2 separate regions of the Hordeum vulgare genome follow, and region 2 is linked to region 1. The links are chromatin contacts, called in public Hi-C maps. All regions are on one chromosome and are shown on one strand. Each heading gives the region's core, a stretch centred on a gene start, on an enhancer-like site or on the middle of the called end of the contact. The rest is flanking DNA. Distances are from core to core; before and after follow the strand shown. Region 1 has its middle 7.5 kb from the start of LOC123448030. Region 2 holds the start of LOC123448031 (NDR1/HIN1-like protein 1).

What was found. A called contact is a pair of places that touch in the nucleus more often than the background predicts.
Region 2: a contact with region 1 is called in a Hi-C map of leaf, with 2.4 times the contacts expected there. The contact joins the promoter of LOC123448031 here to the enhancer-like site in region 1. A contact is called at or near these places in 5 of 6 Hi-C or Micro-C datasets (leaf, seedling and an unstated tissue) and 1 of 1 datasets of contacts at active chromatin or transcription factors (embryo).

The regions. Positions count from the first base shown.
Region 1 is chr4H:101,808,470-101,811,267 of MorexV3_pseudomolecules_assembly, reverse strand. No RefSeq gene overlaps it. Among protein-coding and RNA genes, the nearest start is that of LOC123448030, 7.5 kb to the right of the region's middle. Within about 2 kb of position 1,452, at least 3 of the 3 cell types and tissues checked have open chromatin away from gene starts, as enhancers often do. A contact at or near this core is called in leaf and seedling, where this site is marked.
Region 2 is chr4H:101,852,929-101,855,726 of MorexV3_pseudomolecules_assembly, reverse strand. LOC123448031 (NDR1/HIN1-like protein 1) reads right to left here and starts at 1,399. Exons shown (of 1, transcript XM_045124796.1): 1 at 293-1,399. The coding sequence starts at 1,294. The coding sequence ends at 653.

The DNA of each region.
Region 1 (2,798 bases), core at 203-2,702:
CATACCCGTCTCAAACGGTCAGGCAGGCCGCCCCGATGACGAAAATGCGATCCACAAGGTCCTCTTAAACCGACCTCAAGCGCCCGGGCTGACCGACACCCCCGATTTCCGGCCCAAATATGAGGCGGATATGGGGAAGCCCGAGCGCCGGGGCACACCCGCCACGTCGGAATGACGACGTGGCCCCATGCAGACTCACTAGGAAACCCGCCGGTCTGACAGGCGCCTCGACTGTCGACGCGGTGTGAACGCCGCGTGGCGTCGCTCCAGCTCCCCGTCAGAGGTCGCGGCCGTCTATTTAAGCCGGTCGACGCCCCCCAACCCGAGCACATCCGCCTCCTCCCTCTCTTTGCCGCCACCCGAGCACATCCGCCTCCTCTCGCACTTCCCTCTCCGAGCCCGTCAGCCATACCACACGTCACCAACATTACATGATCTAGCATCGTCTCTTCCTCCTTCAGCAGGTCCAAATCCGAGGAAGCGCGGCTACCTTTAGAACCAAAGGAGGGTTTCGAGGGGGAGATGAGGGAGGAGCCCGAAGAGGAGCCAGATGCGTCGGAGGAGGCGGCGGAATCGAAGGAGGAGGCGACGCCGCAAGCGCTGAAGGAGGAGACGCCTACGATCGCCGACGATCATCGGTCTGTGGCCGAAGTAGTTGGCTATCGTCAACTCCATCCGCTTGAAGTCGGCTGCAGAGGTGAGGCGTCTTCGTCGACAACAGATGGAGGAAGCGCGAGCGATGCAAGAGACGGTGCAAGCGGCTCACGCTCCGACAAAGGCGGATCAGGCCATCCGTGACGAGGAAGAAGTATAGTACACTAGTTAGCATGTAAGATATATTCCGCATGCTTTTATATAAATATGAGGAAGTTGAATGCACTGCCGGAGACAGGGGGCGCCAGTCAGGGCCGTGCCCCCTAACATTAGTGATTTAAGCCTAGAATGAATAGTAATAGATTTTTTATATGCCAAAATGGTGTTTTTTGATGGATTGGCCCTCCCTAACAAGGTTTAACTATACTTCGCCTCCCTTGTACTAATTTTCTGGCTTAGCTAGTGGTTGAATGTGAAGAGAGAGAGAGAAATTTAAAACGTGACCAACCAGGTCCGCCCACGGGCATTTAGGGGGCTGGATTTGCAATGATCTGAACCAGAATAAAGGGAGTAGTCAGCAAGTAAGCATATACGAATGGCGACCATCCTGAGCTGAGCCAAAGTGCGTGCGAACCATGCGGCCGAAGCACGGCTTCTTCCACGGATACGAAGGCTGGTAAGTACGGGAGGGACACATGCGTCCCAACCAACAGATACAGGTGGAGTCACTCCAAAGTCTCTTCATAACGGGGTTTTAATCAACTTGTTTGCCTCCGGTCACATGGCTCACAGTTTACTCCTCCCTGGGCGAATTATAACACTGCCAGTATCGGTGGCGGGGGGTGGTGCCGAAAGGACGCGCACCCACCGGCTGCCGCTGCCTGCCTAGACGCATCGGGAAAGTCCAGGCTCGACCGAGAGGCATGCATGGAAGCTTCGCCGCCATGTGCGGGTTGCTCACCCATTTTCCACACGGTAGGCGGCGTCGCGTCCTACAGTCAGTCCAGTCCATTCATCACGCGGTTCTACTACCTATATCTTGGGTTCGACTCGACGCGGCACCGGCCTTCTCGTGGCGTACATGGCGGCGGTGGTTGCAGCGAAAGCGGTGCGCCCAGTCGGCTCCACCTTTTTAGGCCTTGGACTGCACGATTGATTCTTAATCCCGGTTCCTTCCTACGCTGCGTGAGAGCCACGGCTGGCCGGCCGGCTGGCGTCGTGGATCGTTCGTTCCTTCCTTCCTTCTGCTACGTACATGCAGTGCAGTGCAGTGGGCAGTGGCCACTAACGAATTGTGACGCTAGACCAAATCCGGCGACCAAACTAGCACTACCATTAACTTTCTTCAACCTTTTCTTTCTTTGTACAATTGACAAGCCTTGTCTCTGGGTGTTAAGAGAGAGGGGAGAGAAAGGAGAGAGAGAGAGAGAGACTGGACGTGACCTTTGTGTTGCCATGTAAGTTGTGCGCACCGATGGATGATAAAAGATGAGAAGGGGACAAAGACCCCTCCTTCCTTCCTCCCTCATGGCCGTCGCCTTCGCATAGAAAAGGAAACAACCATTGATGGCGAATGCGCGCCGAGCAACAGCCAGCAAGCCCGGATAAATGCAAGCCTCTCTACTGCTAGTTTCTCCACTGTTGCAATCACCTTTCACTAACCTACTAGGTAACGCGACCCCGTTTGACCCAGACTTTACCTTGCCTTCCTTCCCGCTATTGGCAGGACACAAGAATTGAAATAGAAACAAAATTCAGCCAGTAACGGTTTGGGTCCCTGTTGCTACCAAATCGTTTTTCCCGTGTCGTTGTTGCCAATATGCTACCAAATCTCTTCATGCAGTAACTTGGTAGAAACATATCAAGTACTCCCGTCTGTACCTTCGCAAAAAAAAAAAAAAAAGTACTCCGTCTGTACCTAAGTATATGTAGGAAGAGAGAGAGTAATAGCTACTACTACAATCAATTCCATAACGCATCATGTTTTTTAAAAAAGAAAGAAGAAAAGAAAAAGGAGAGCTCGATAGAAGTTGTGCACGGACAAATGCAAATCTTATGGCCCCCATTCAGACAGGAGATAAGATCATCCTCCCCCTCTGCCCCTGGGCAACCCCAACCAACCCCCTGTATGTAATCCTATCAGGCAGCACCGGCGAAAACATCCGTTATCGTCCATTGTCCCTTGATAAAAGCCATAATAATCC
Region 2 (2,798 bases), core at 150-2,649, 45 kb before region 1:
GAGATATGAGGATCCTGAACTGCCAAGTCCAATCCGTACCAACCCATTCACCAAATCCCATGGCAATGAGTTCAGAGAATTGGACTTGCAACCTACCATAAAGCTCGTCATCATCGACGATACTATCTGGTTGTTGCCACCAACCTAGCCAAGCTTAAGCTAGCACCCTTCCAACAAAATCTAATCTAAAAAGCTGTCGTTGAACCACAACAAAAAGCTCTCTCAACTCAAATTGCAACAAAAACAAAACCCGCTACTAATTGCAACCCCAGCATCAACCATTTCACCTTAGTTCCATCAATCACAACAAGTTTATATTTATATATATATTTGACAATTAAACGTGGAACAAACAGTCCGCCAACAATTAATAAGTAAACACAAACAAAACACAATTTACGTGTAAATCGCAGCATCAATTTAACTTAACCCACCCTAAATTTTTCCTTCTCTTTTTTTACACCTATACCCCTCGACGCTAACACTTATTACCACCATGTCCATGTACCACCCCCACCCCTTGGCCTTGAGCCTTGATGATGCTCTTCGCTACGCACACGCGCGCGCGCCACCCGCAAGAAACCTACCTCGCCGCCGACGACGGAGCAGAGGAAAAAGAAGAAGAAGAAGCAGAGCACGGACGGACGTACGGCTAGACCTCGACGTGGCAGTAGGTGGCGGTCTGGAACCTGAGCCCGCTGGCCCCCGGCGCGCCGTTGCCGCCGACGCCGACGAGGAAGGCGGGGCAGGTCACGAAGATGTGGTAGTGGCCGGAGATCCAGCTGCCCACCTTCCACCGGACGCGGCCGTCGATCTTGACCTGGAGGATGAGGTACCCGGCCTGGACGTCCTTGGCGAGCGCATCGGCGAGGTAGGGCGCGAAGGGGACGCTGGGGCCGGAGAGCACCGGGGACCAGACCTCCACGTCGCCGTGGCCCTGGTAGACCGGCGGGAGCGCGGAGGCCAGCGTGATCTGCTGGTACTTGTAGGAGGCGTAGACGTCGAGGCGGTCGTAGTAGACGCCGACGCGGTCGTTGGGGTTGCGGGAGGCGACGGTGACCTGGAGCACGGTGGAGAGCACGCCGGCGGCGGCGGAGGCGTTGGCGGTGAGCACGTCCAGCTGCCGGAGCGAGGCGTCCTGGAGGTAGAAGCGCGGGTGCGTGGGGCGGAGGACCAGGTAGACGATGAGGGCGATGACGGCGACCACCAGGGCCAGGAAGAAGAGGATGGCCAGGAGGCGCCGGCACGCCCGCCGGACGTCGTCCTCGCCGTGGTTGCCGCAGTCCTTGCCCATGGCGTCCGAGCTGCTTTTCGCCGAGCTTGCTTTGCTTTAGGACGCGTGTGGGAGAGGAGAGGAGAGGAGAGCAGAGCAAGAAGAGGGGTGGTGTCTGGTTGAAAGTGAGGTGGCCAGGCCGCTCCGGTGGCGTGAATAAAACGGGCTCTCCGAATTGAGTCGTGATTTCCGAAATAAAATAAAGCAAATTGCGTCATGGTTCTTTTATGGGTCATCACCTTTTATTTTAATATATTATGTTTGTGTGGGGCAGAGATTGTGTGAGGTGATCATGTTTAAATCATGGAGGCAGTACAATACACAGCAGCTCTCTTGTGGCCTCTTTGAACTTGGAGTAATTTTGAGAAGAGTTAAATGCACTCAAGGTCCTTGAAAGTTTCACCAGGGTGTTATTTTCGTTCCAATTATTTTAAAAGTGCATCTTTAAGTCTTAATCTTTTGATAAGTGGTTCATCCCAGGTCTTTTTTCACGAGTTTGATTGACTTGTCCGTGTGATGCGTTGACCACGCCATATCGATTGAGGGTTCAACTGCCACACGTCGATTGAGGGCTCAACCGCCACACGAGAAAAGCACACACCACCACATGTTGCTCCTTTTTATATAGAAAGACCCTTGTGACCCATCTCTTACATTTCCCAACCCCTACCAAATATCTCTCTATCCCTCTCTTTCTTTCTCTCTTCCTCTCCCTCTCTCCCTCTCGTGCCCACACCGTTGCCATGGCTGGAGCAGCAAGCTCCTCGACAGGGAAACGGTGACGAAGAAAAGCGTGGCAACATCGTCGACGACGCTGCCTCCACTAGTGCAACCGAGTGTTATACAAACGGTTTTTACCCCCTTTCCGCGACGTAGATCTAAACCGTTACCTTGCATGTATGGGCGATAGGGGGGCTATCCCACACAACACACATAAATCATCGGTCCGGTCACACACGTCACGCAAAAATAGAGCGTGTGTGATTGGAAGGACCATCACAAACAGACATTTATGATGTATATAGCACACATCTTGTTATGCCGAATCATTTATGTTCTGTTGTAACATTGCACACAGTTGATGATAGTGAACTGTGTGCCCTCTATCGCACACATCTGGATCTCTGTAACCATTTGTGTTATTTTAGCTAATCGCAAACAGTTTGTATGGAAGAACCGTATGCCACAAATTGCACACGTAAATGTTTTCTGAATCATATTCGATGGGTCCGCCATCGCACACGTTCGCGTTATTGACGAGGGATCTTGAACTATACGTTTGAGATTCATACATCGCACACAGTTTCGTCGAAGGATCTCTGATTGATGTGTCATCTTTGGACTATCATGCAGTAGTGCTTCTCCACAAGCTCCTACTGCCTAACCTGAAATCAGAGCAAGAAGTTTGAGAACTTAACGAAAGACGCAATTGAACTAAATAAATGCATACAGCTAGTGGTTGTGGTAGAGTATAGGAAATCACACAACTATGGGACGACACTGGCAAAATAATAGTTTTTTTTGC